2 separate regions of the Mus musculus genome follow, and region 1 is linked to region 2. A link is a contact called in public ChIA-PET data. All regions are on one chromosome and are shown on one strand. Each heading gives the region's core, a stretch centred on a gene start, on an enhancer-like site or on the middle of the called end of the contact. The rest is flanking DNA. Distances are from core to core; before and after follow the strand shown.

Evidence for each region. ChIA-PET counts read pairs in DNA pulled down with a chosen protein or histone mark.
Region 1: an RNA polymerase II ChIA-PET map of effector CD8 T cells shows a contact between it and region 2, with 13 read pairs. The contact joins two enhancer-like sites. A contact is called at or near these places in 1 of 39 promoter capture datasets (liver), 1 of 115 datasets of contacts at active chromatin or transcription factors (effector CD8 T cells) and 3 of 9 other capture datasets (adipose tissue, liver and pancreatic islet).

What each region holds. Positions count from the first base shown.
Region 1 is chr15:81,041,270-81,047,216 of GRCm38.p6, forward strand. Mrtfa (myocardin related transcription factor A) reads right to left here. Exons shown (of 14, transcript NM_001082536.2): 3 at 4,020-4,085. Among named protein-coding and RNA genes, the nearest start is that of Sgsm3, 66 kb to the left of the region's middle. Within about 2 kb of position 3,387, at least 134 of the 459 cell types and tissues checked have an H3K27ac peak or open chromatin away from gene starts, as enhancers often do. A contact at or near this core is called in effector CD8 T cells, where this site is marked.
Region 2 is chr15:80,893,305-80,899,900 of GRCm38.p6, forward strand. Tnrc6b (trinucleotide repeat containing 6b) reads left to right here. Exons shown (of 25, transcript NM_144812.3): 14 at 1,025-1,150. Among named protein-coding and RNA genes, the nearest start is that of Mir5113, 43 kb to the right of the region's middle. Within about 2 kb of position 3,672, at least 73 of the 459 cell types and tissues checked have an H3K27ac peak or open chromatin away from gene starts, as enhancers often do. A contact at or near this core is called in effector CD8 T cells, where this site is marked.

The DNA.
Region 1 (5,947 bases), core at 2,137-4,636, 150 kb after region 2:
ATCACAGACACACACACACACCACACACATTCATATCACAGACACACACACACACACACGAAACATATACATACACATTCACATCACACACACACACCACACACACACATTCACATCACAGACACACACACATTCATATCACAGACACACACACAAAGACACACACACACCACACACACACAGAAACATACACACACACATTCACATCACACACACAGAAACATACATACACACATTCACATCACAGACACACACACACACACACACACACACACACACAAATAAAGGACAGGGTTCAGCTAGGGACAGAGCTAAGGAGGAAGAATGTTTGCCCAGCATGAAGACCTGGGTTTGATTTTCAGCACCAAGAAATGAAAGGAAGGAAGAGAAGCAGGGAGAGAGAAAAGCCAAGCTCAGGAGGGCCAGGCGAAGCCCCCAGAGCCCTAAGGACAACGAGGTATTCCTTCTCTGGTGTGCTGAAGCATCAAGGTTGCTTGGTACCAGCTCGTGATGACAGATAGACAGGCGGCTGCAGCACCAGAAAAGCCCCTCTGCTCACTGTTGAGAAGTCTGGCTGGAACAGGCCAAGAAGGAAAGACAGTGGCTCTACTCTTACACCCAGGAACTCCCAGGCATTCCTTATCAGGTCAGGACAGCATCCACACCTGCCTTTGGAAAGTGTCATGCCTCTGACAGCTGGCCTGTCAGAACACCTCCTCATCTCTGACCTTCACCCTGTGTGTGTATCAGTCAGCATGGGGGTGGAAAACAAAGGGTCCTACGCACAGCCAGCCTCTAAGTCTCTTTTCCTGATCACAAGGGCATTCCTGGCTCTGCACTGAAAGATCCGCTTGCTTCCTGCATGTGCCATCTTCCCTCTTCTTCAGAAGCTCTAGATAAAGTTCAGAGCCTAGACTGCGTGGGTCTCTACATTCTGGGACTCTCTATTTGATGAGTTTTAAGTGGTGTTATATTTGAGACATGATGGGAGTCAAGGACACTGGGAAATGGCCCTGCTTAGAGTACATTGGAAACCAGCTCCACATGCGTACCTGAGACACACAATCAGAGAACATGAGCCGCAGAGAAAGCTATGTGGGAACTGGAGGAGTTTAATCCCTTAGTCCCCACCCCCACCCCCCCCAAGGCTGTGCTCAGTGCTGAGCAGAACACAGAAGAGAACAACCGTAATGGGAAGGAGCCACCAAAGCACACCACGTCCCACAGACTTGCTGTCCCAGCTGAGTGGAGCAGCTTGGCCGACATGGGAACTACAAGGGAGTGTTCTGAGAAATGAATAAGCTAGGTTGACTTTTCCTTTCCATGGTCATAAAAGATTGAAGGTATAAACCGGAAATAAAATATAGCCCCAGGGACTTTGCTCCTTTCTCTGGCTTTGCATGCTTGCTTGCTTGCTTCTGAGTTGTCCACCTAATCTAAATACAAGGACCCTGTGGAGAGCCCTCAGGCCACCCCGACAGACTGCAGGGGGCGCTGTAGGGTAGGTGTGACTTCTCACTGCTGGCTGCCACTGGCTGTGTCTCCCTTAAAAGTCTTGCGGTGAAGGTGAGGAGAGCAGTGAGCACCAGCATGGTAGAGGGAGCGCCCGCGTGGTAGAGAGTGATGGGGGCAGGCAGGGCGGCACTGAGGTAGGCACTGGTGAGAGGGGCGCCTCACTCCTGACACTTGCCTACACTTCACTTCTCCTCACCATCTTTTTTGCTCCCTTTCCTCTGAGAGAAGCTGAAAGCCAGCACTTTCCATAGGGAAATGCTCCTGGAGGGGAGACACTCTCAAGGAGAAGCTGAGTGTCCCCAGTCCACAGAGCCAACCCAAACATGCAGTTAGGTGTCTAGGACAGCTGAAACCTGGGGCCCGGCAAGACGGGAGAGATTACTGACGGTATTTCAAATGCTGTGACCGTAATTCTAGCTAGTTTGTTAGTTAACACACACACACCCTACTTTGCAATCGGCTGTCTTCATTCATCTAGGGTGAGGTACTGGGAGACAGAGACACAAATAAGTGACATTCTTCAGGAAGCTGAAGGTACACACTGACAAGTGCAATTTCTGAGCACCACACTAAAGAAGTGGCAAGCAGGGAGCCATGACTGCTCAGTTCTCCCCTAGTGATCCCAGTATAACATGGAAGTTATGAAGAAGAATGTGGGGATATGGGCATTCTACTCCTGCATAACCTACCTCCTGACCCTGAACCTCCTACAGCCCTAAAAAACGAGGCTCTCAAAATTAGTGCTGCCTTACAGCAGCTGCTATGCATCTGCGCGCAGGCGACTGCAGCAACCCAAACTCTGGCTGCTGTAATGTATGAGGGGCTTCGCAGACACTAAACAGATATGCCATTTGTGAAGGGGTCTAGGAGGATGGGACTGGATCCTTGATGAGGCCCGCAGACCGTAAAGCACACTGCTGCCCTACCAATAACACTACCACAGAATCTACTGCAGCGGCCAACAGAGGTCAGGCTGGGTGGGAATCGTGCTCTGGAGGTTCACAGACCACAAAGAACAGCAGGGGGGGGGGTGTCACACCATAGAGAGGGGCAGGGAACAAAAGGTTAGCACACAACACAAATCAAACGCCACCCTCAGCCATTAGAAGCCTTGGTGGCTTCCTACAAACCAACACTCACTCTCTCCGTGGTGCCTCACTCTAGGCTCAGTACACTCAGCACTGGCTTTTCTGATATGCTTTTTCTGTTTTGTTTGTCTTTTGTTGTTGCTGTGATATAGCCTCACATTATAACCCAGTCTGGCCTTGAACTCCTGCCTCAGCCTCCCAAATGATGAAACTATAGGAATGAGTTTGCCGGTTTATCCAAAGTGTCTCCAACTTTTTTGTTTTGTTTTTTGTTTGTTTGGTTGGTTGGTTTTTCGAGACAGGGTTTCTCTGTATAGCCCTGGCTGTCCTGGAGCTCACTTTGTAGACCAGGCTAGCCTCGAACTCAGAGATCCACCTGCCTCTGCCTCCCGAGTGCTGGGATTAAAGGCGTGCGCCACCACGCCCGGCTGTGTCTCCAACTTTTTCCTGTTAACTGTAAACACATCCACCACCATTAATTTACTACATCACACTTACTAAGAGGTGTAATATTATCTTCTTCCTTTGTCTCCACTTCCTCCCTCCACTCTTGCAGGGGCAGATTCACTGTAGCTGCACACATGATTCCTCTGAGTGAGTGGCCAACAACATGGATGGCAGCGGGGCAACGGGACAGTGGGCAGTAACATGTGGGGGAGACCATGAAACATCATGACAGCAGATGCTGCTGGGGTGTGTGTGTGTGTGTGTGTGTGTGCGCTCTCTCGCTGTCTTCCTCCTCAGGGTGGAGCCGAGTGGTGACGACATACCACCAGGGGACGGAAGCTTGTATGATCTGCTGAGAACTCATGAAGACATGTCAGAAGAGCAAGACCCTGGTTCTAGCCTTCACTGTCTACGGTGCTCTTAGTATTCAAAACAGGCTTTCTTGTCTCTAACAGAGTCTAAGGCGTGGTTTCACTTCTACCCCAGGGATGCAGACACTGGCCCAGTGTCAGAACAGCTCACCAACAGCTCCATCCAGGCATACACACACGCGTATCCGCCATGGGTGCCTCACAGCTCTAAAATAAACTGTAGTTCACTGACGGTACCTGTCTGCAAGGGGAGAGGAGAGGTTTCTTCCTAACAGCTGAGCACAGAGGTGAAGTGGATGTGAACAGAGCAGCCCCTGCTCCTCCCATGAAGGGATGCTGGGAACCCAGGAAAGAGGCAATTCAAAGGCACGGGGCTATCTGCCGACCTGCTGGAAGCCTAGCACTGCTTGTTTCACTGAACATGATGAATCTGGGCAATTGACAACCTGTTCCATCCATCAAGGACTCCTGATGGAAAAGTAAGAGGCGGGTAAGACTGGAACGAGACCCCTGACCCCTGCTCTGTAGGGTGCTCCTATGCCACCGAGGAGCCAAGCCAACCCAAGGAGCAAGTGTACAAACACCGAGAGACACTTACGCGGCATGATCCCTTGGCTCACCAGTTCCTCCCGGGTCCGCCGCTGCTGGAGCTTCAACTGCAGCACTGCATGGTGGCAAGAAGAGAAGACAGATGCAGGTTAGTCAGCCATTCCACCTCAGCAGACACATTCTCAAATGCAGCAAAGTCTAAAAGGTAGCCTATGGTATGAAAGGAGGATCCCAAACTGCAACTGTGGGTAACTGCAGAAGTGGCCTGACACAGCAGGGTTTCCGCATTCTGCTGTGGGCGGCAAGAGGAAGTTGCGAAGAGTCTTGCAGGGTGATAACAATCCACAAACTACCAGTCTTGCCTCTTGCTTAAACCTTACAGAACTCAGCCTTCCTCCTGGGACTGAGAAACACCAACCAGTTCTAAGCTCAAAGAAAGTCTAATGGGGCCAGCGCCCAGCACAAAGAGCTGTATAAGTTCTAAGTGTTTGCACATAGCATGTTGAACAAATGCACTCTGCACAGAGACCACAATCTAAAAAGTATGGCTACTTTCACACACACCACATTCCTCTAGACTACAAGGTATCTTGCCGTCCACATGCTTCTGTTTTCACACAGGGCTTTCTCTGCTGAGAGGAGACACCCAAGAGCTACGACTTAGTGTACATCGGGCTAGTGGAGACAGGTGTCGCTCCTAGCTCTGTTTGGCAACACTGCTCAATGAAACAACAGGGATCTTTATCAAATTAAACATCAACCATCTTTACAACTATACACTACTCAAAGGATCAACTAGCATAGCTGTGGTTACGATGCTAAGAAAATGTCTAGGGAGGGTTAGGAGGATCCCAGAGCCCACAGCAAGTCCCCTTCTGTCTAACAGGTTTCAACTGCAGGGCCCTGAAAGTCATATCTGAGGGTAACCTACAAATACTAGGAACAGTGGTGTACTAACACGGGCCTTTTCTACGCAGCGATTTTTAGAGGCACCCAAGGATGGGAGGACGCTGGCTGGGCTCTTGCCTACGCTTCAAGGTCACAGGAACAAGCAGAACTTCTCTTTCTCTCAAAATTATGATTTATGTTCCAAGTTCCTTTCCCTGTCCTGTTAGCAAGCTTGCTTGCCTCCTTCTGCTCTTATGTCACATCAGGCTGCAATGGGGACTTCCAGGCACGATTCCCTAGGGTGAGACACCCCAACGAGAATGTTAAATTTTACTCTTCCTTAAGTACCATGGACTTTCCCTCACCTTTAAAATTTCATTTTTGCTTGAAAATGTCCACTCTCTTTTTCTTTTTCTCTTCTTCTCTATATTCTCCACTATATTCAGAATTACGTTGGGTCACCTAAGCTACTTTACCTGAACAGTGATGTTGGGTGCTGTGCGTGGTTACCTCTGAATATCCCCCCTGCTAATTTACAAACTCCTATAAATTTAATTAAAAAAAAAAAAGTCTTATTAAGCCAAGCATGGTGGCTCATACCTATATTCTCCCAGCCTTTGGAGGCTGAGGCAAAGGACAGTTAAAATTTTCACATCAGCCTGGGGTTGCTACAAAGTAAAAGTCTGTCTCAAAAAAGAAAAAATGTTATTTGTATTTTATTATAGCAGGCATTTAATGACAGGAATTAGGGGCAGCTACTCAGAAGACTAAGGCAGGAGGATCAAAAATTCAAAGCCTACCTTGGCTATAAAAATTGAATTGGCATACATCTTTAATTCCAGCACTCAGGAGGCAGAGGCAGAGAGATCTCTGAGTTGCAGGCTAGCCTGGTGTACAAAGTGAGTTCCAGGAGAGCCAGGGCTACACAGAGAAACCCTGTCTTGAGAGAGGGAGAGAGGGAGGGAAGAAAGAAGGGAGGGAGAGAGAAGGAGAGGGGGAGAGAGAGAGAACCAAACTGACTCTCAAGATGTTGAGAGTTTGGAAATCTAACAAAGAGGCGATTTTTTTTAAAACAAATTAACATTGCTT
Region 2 (6,596 bases), core at 2,422-4,921:
ATTCAGGCCTTGAGTAGGCCAAGCGTACACAGCATAGAGAACCTTAGGATGCCAGTGTGAAGGGTGGTGCATGCCTCCAGTGCCAGCTTGAGATACTTAGTAAGACACTGTTGGGAGTAGGGCAATCCTCAGACAGAACTTTCTATAGCTAGAAACAAATCAGAAAAGTGGAGGCGCCAGGGCCGAGCTTCCCTTGCTCTCATTAGGAGATTAGAGATGAGCTCAATGATGATTTATTGGGAATCATGGAATTAAGCTTTATTTTATATCTATAACTAGGCTGATATTTATACTTTTGAATGTGAAGTTACAGGTGAGTAATGTTATTTCCATAACCTAGAGTAATATGTAATGTGTCCCTTCCTTCTTATTTTGATGTGAGGTTGATGAACATTTTCTCATTTAGCAAGAAAGCTAACAGATTCAGGACGGGGAAGGGTGCGCAGCTAGATCAGGGTCCTTGTGAGTGGCTGATTGGCTAGTAGAGGAAAGTGATACCCACATTACTTTACACTGATAGTTTGGTTATAGTATGTGTTTTTACCCAGGTTCCTTTTAAGATGGATCTTATAAAGTCTTGAGAATTAAATTTGATAAACCCAAACTTATAAAAAGAGGGTTCTTAAGCCAGTTGTGGTTGCACATGCCAGTAATCCCAACACTTAAGAGGCTCACCTCAGCTGATCACAGGATGAGACCCTGTCTCAAATAAGCAGTCCAGAAATCTTGCACAGAAATCAGTTCCTCTCAGTCACAAGAAATGTAACACTACCTCTAACATTTTGTTAAATGTAACCCTTTCAGTTTATACTTTATCAGACCACCTGTAGTAAATGAGCTGCCCATGACTCAGTTCTAGTAACTGTCCACCAACCTCCCAATACAAAGAGCTCCTCGATTCTAAAATGAATGCTGTCATTCCATGCAGTAGAGATCTTCATTCCTAAGGATAGAAATGAGAACTATTGCTTAATCGTCTTCTTGAATTGATAAGATGTCCTGACTGGTATGGTTCTCTCTGCAGGGCGGCAGTCATGGTTTGTTTGGAAACAGCACAGCACAATCGAGAGGCCTGCACACTCCAGTGCAGCCACTAAGTTCTTCTCCTGGTCTCCGGGCGCAAGTGCCTCCCCAGTTTATCTCCCCCCAGGTAAGAAATGTTGTGTCCCTGCCCTTCAGAGTTAAAAGACCATTCAGGTAGCAGCCCATTGTTACTGCACAGGAAAGGATTGGTTACAGTTGGACATTTGACAGATCCAGGTGTCAAGTGTAAGATTATTAGAACAGAATATCAGCTCCCTTTTTAAATTGCATTAAGAATATAAAATAGATGCTTTGCAACAACTAATTGTCTAATATATTGTTTTTTATTGTGACTAATTAAAAGAAATTTATAAATTCTGAGGTGACAGTATTCAAAAATGATTGCCCTCAAGTATCTGCCTGAAAACAAACAGAATTATGAGACTCTGAATTTTTCTGTAGAGCTCCGAGGAGCTGCCTGCTGGAATACTGACTGGCTTCCTACTCTGAGAGCCCTAGAGCTGATGAAGAGGCCAGTACGGCAGGACACTGACAGAAAGGCAGCAGTTAGTGGGATAAATGGCATAGGTGGTCAACAAAGTCTGGGGACCAAAGTGATGTTTCACTCGATTAAATGTTACAAGCATCACTAGCAGTGACATTTAAACTGGGTCTTGAAGAGAAAGTTTAAATTTTCTATGCATGGCCACATTAAAGAGGCCTTCCAAATCACAGAAGCCTCTCACTGGTGCGATAATAGCTGGCACTTGGCATGAGAAAAGGTTTGAGTGAATGATTAGTGTGAACAGGTTGGTAGAGATGTGTGTATTTATCAATGGGATGGGAAGCAAATAGACAAGGAGTGGAATGTGGCAAAAACGATGTTTGCACCTTTCAGAAGTTTGGATCCTGTACTGTAGGCCCACTTTGTAAGCTTGTTCATTACTATGATCTGGGCAGCAGTTAGTGGGATAAATTAATGTGTGCATGTACAGTGCCCATGGATGCCAGAGGAGGGCATCGGATCCTCTTGAACTTGAATTACCAACCACCAGGATCTTTGTGCTGGGAACCGAACCCCAGCTGCATGTGTCCATCTCCATCCTGTCTGTTCCATCTTGCCCTTCCACCCCAACCTTACTGGGTTGTTTTTGTGTGGTGGTTACTGTAGACAATAGAATGTTAAGCAAGTTTTTTCAGGGATGGCAGAAAAGTCTGAGAGATGACACTGGAAGTAAGATGGAGTATGTTTACATGGTGGAGTGACCAGAGCTTCAGAGAGCAGGGCTAGCCCAAGGGCACAAGCAAAGCAGTGGCACTTGGAAAGATTGCCTCCTATCTTTGTTTGACATCCCATCCTCCCTCTGAAACACCTAGGTCACTTGGCTCTTGATCGAGCACCTTACAGTGGTTCTCTGCCTTTCTCCCACCTCTCAGCACTGATCATCAGACTGTCCTGGTGCTCAGTTCTCATCCCTTTCACAGCATACAGCCACCACTAGGTGACCTCATCTGCCTCAGTGCCCTTAATATTGAGAGTTACAAAATTGTGCCTGCTGTCAACATGTTCTTTTCAGTGTCATATACTGCTAGATATGTTCAGATTTAAAAACAAAACAAGGGCTGGCAAGATGGCTCAGTGGTTAAGAGTGCTGACTGCTCTTCCGAAGGTCCGGAGTTCAAATCCCAGCAACCACATGGTGGCTCACAACCATCCATAATGAAATCTGATGCCCTCTTCTGGAGTGTCTGAAGACAGCTACAGTGTACACACATATAATAATAATAATAATAAAATTCCAGTTAGACATGCTCCTATTCTGTAGTTGTTCACACCAAAGACCCACAAGCTAAAGTATGATCCTCCTGCATCACAGCCACATTCAGTTCAGGAAATTTTCCCTTCAGAACTGGAGTTATCTTTGGGAAACCTTGATAAGCTCCTTGAGAATCTCAAGGGCACACATCTGCATGTGCAAACACACACACACACACACACACACACACGTTTTTTTAAAAAAAAAAATCTTGATCCAGGCTCTGACTGTTATCACTACTGATGTAGTTCCTAAATCCCTAGAAGGCTACCATCATAGTGTAGGGCCTTCTTGTGTCTGCCCCATTCTTCTTCATTCAGGTGTTGATGTCTGTAGACTGAGTCACACTTGTCCTCTTCATAGCCACATTGTCCACTCTGGTAGCTATTAGCAGAGGAACACTTGAAATTTAGCTATTATTTCATCATCATTAAATTTAAGTAGATGCACCTAGCTTGTGTCTGCTTAGGCATGACAGAAAGATCTGTGAAGCTCTGCTGTAAAACATACAGTACACCATGATGTCCCTTGGCTGCAGATCCTCTCCTGGCTTGCTCACCCACCTACAGTGCAGTGTTTACTGCCATTTTTAGGGTTCTTGGTGATCTCACCCAGCTTATACCTTATGTCTCTCCAACCAAGTGACCCCAAAACCCCAGTCGTATTTAGACCGCTGTTGTCTGGGGCTGCCAAGCGGCATGACCTTTACTTCCTCGGCTCTGTGCTTCAGAGCGCCTTAGCCAGCTAAGCTCTGAAGCTTACAGTGCTTCCCCACTACTCTTGCCATCTTACCCTCCGGAAGTTTCCTTGTCTTTCCTTCCTCCTCCGCCCCTTGAGTCAAGTTTCACAGCCACAGGGGTGACCACAGCTGTGTTGCGCACATCCCGTTGACGTTGTGCATGTGCAGGCATGCTGTTCATCTCTGTACCCACCACTGTTAACACTGTGTTTTCCTCTGTTGCCAAGTAGTCTTCTCACCCTCTCCTTTGGTTCTTGGGATGGAACCCGGGGTGTGCTCGGTACATAAAGTGAGCTGTGCCCCAGCCCATATTGATCATTCTTCTGGTTTCTCATTCTTTGTTTGTAGGGTTTTGTTTTATTATGAAACAGGGTCTTACTATAACCCAGGCTAGCCTTAAAATCATCTAGATCCTCTTTCTTTTCTGTCTCTCCAGTGCTGGGATTAAAGGAATATACCACCACACCTGGCAATGTTAATTATTATCAGAAACTTGTTTCATTAAATACATTTACCTTGATTTACTTAACACTCTCTTCCCCTTTTATTGGATATTAAATTGTTTCTAATTTTTTGCTAAATTTGCAGAGAAAGTCTTATACAAAAACCTTCATCAATATTAGGTTTTGTTTCTGTGGCATGCATCCTGGCTTAAACTGAGCCTTCCGCCTTGGCCTCCTTATTGGGGACCCACGTGTGGTCCTACCTTATTTCTAAACCTAGTTGTCCAGAGTGAAGTGTTAGAGAATTTTTTTCTAAAGCATAAACACTGAAACTTAACATTTAACATTTATTACAAGGCTAGGAATGTCATTCAATGATAGAAAAGTCATGTTTGAGACCCTAGGTTCTTTTTCCAACACAGCCAGGAAAAAAAAAGGAAGGAAGAGTTGTTAAAGCCTTTGTTTCTACTGTTGCTTTCCCTCCACTCACTGGAGGATTCAGAAAGTAAGATTCTGGTGGCTTTTGTCATCCCTTTAAATTTCTGCCATTTTCCACCTGCATTGCTTTGTTAAAAGCCATATTGATTGCTTCAAGATACTCACTTTCTCCAGCCCAGCTGGAGACTGAGGGCTTTTAAGCCTGCATAATTAACTCTCCATAATAGGAATATGCAAACCTGCACTTTAATTACTTTGCATCCTAGGTTTGAGCAGCCATTTGCCAGGAGCATAGGGGCGTTACTCCTTTTGTAATTCTTGTAAGGAGCCGCTGTATCTGCAGCCTGAAGAAGCAAGGGTAAATAGAAAGACCTCCTGGGTATTGACTTAGAGTCTAAAACTGTCAGCTTAAGGGGCATGTGCACTGGTGCAGTGTAAATATAAGAATGCCTGCCAGGTGGCGCACGCCTTTAATCCCAGCACTTGGGAGGCAGAGGCAGGCAGATTTCTGAGTTCGAAGCCAGCCTGGTCTACAGAGTCAGTTCCAGAACAGCCAGGGCTACACAGAGAAACCCTGTCTCGAAAAACCAAAAAAAAAAAAAAAAAAAAAGAATGCTGCCTTGTGTTGGTGTCCTTTTCTATATCCAGACATCTTTAAATATGTGTGGTTAATTTTGCCTTTTTTTATTTCAGACAATGAAATTATACAGTATATATGAAACAATTCACAAAGCCAGGGCTTTAATCCCAGCACTCAGGAGGCAAACAGATCTCTGAGTTCTAAGCCAGCCTGGTCTACAGAGCAAGTTCCAGGACAGCCAGGGCTACACAGAGAAGCCCTCTCTCAAGGGGACAAAAAGGAAGAAGCTATATACTATATGTAGTAATATATGAACTATATAGGAAAGTGTAGAAGGTATATTCCACATACCTGTCTTAAGACTGGGATGGGAGCCAAATCCCGTGATCGTGATATGCTCATACTGTGCTGTGAATTCAGAAGCTCAGAGAGGTCAAACAAGTTTTTAAGTTGATTGGTAACACTCAGCACCATTCGTATCTCTTAGATGGAGTGGAAGCAACCAGTCTCACCTTAGAATTGATTGGGTAACTGGATGTGGCTGAGATAATAAAAAAAATGAGATGATGGGCCAAATATATAGCAAGTTTGAACTTGACCAGACAGTTCTAGATTAGAGCGTGTCAAAGAGGAGATAGATAGTCATGCATTCTTGAGGATGTTCAGAGGTGGTGACTTGAAATTAATGCAGAACTCCCAGGCATGGTCTTTAGCACACGCCTTTAATCCCAGCAGTCAGGCAGAGACAGGCAACTCTCCAGCCTGGTCTACATACGTTACAGGACAACTGACGGGGGGTGGGGGTGGGGGGCACTACACAGAGAAGTCCTGTCTCAAACAAAACAAAACAAAAACTGAAAGGAAACTAGCCAATTTGACTTTGACCAAGATGCTAAAGAAAGTTAAAGGTTAGAATACTCCATAGAAAGCAACATATTGAGCTATAGAATGGGAGATGAAGTTAAAGATAGACAGAGTCACTGGTTAGAACACAGACTCGGAGGGGGGGGAAGTAAGCAGATAATAAAAGCCTTTCAAGTTCATTTTTGTGTGTGACTTAGTTCTTTGCTTATACTAGTTGTGTAGAACCAACTGGTGACTAAGGAGTACTTCTGCTTTCGTCTTGAGTATAGGGAGGACTGGGAAAATTGCTCAGCAGCACTGCACTCCCATGGTAGTTACAATTGCCTGTACTCGAGCATGGGATCTGCCACCTTCTTATGATGCACATACATACACTCAGATGTACACACATACACATAAAATAGACTCACATGGGTTAGAGTTAAAAGTATACACTACCAGGCCAGACCCAGCCCAAAAAGCTGCCTTTATTTAAAAGGGGGGTTGGAGGGGGAGCTAATCTCATCTACATAACTCATTCCATACCGTCCAGGGCTATACAGTGAGGTTTGGAGCCCAGTGATAGAGTGCTTGCCTAAAATCTGTAAGGCCCTGTTTCATCCTTAGCACTAAAGCTGGATAGGAGGACAACCAGAAAAGCTAATGGACTTATAACAAATTAAATCTTGCAGCAGAGGATGAATTTATGAAAA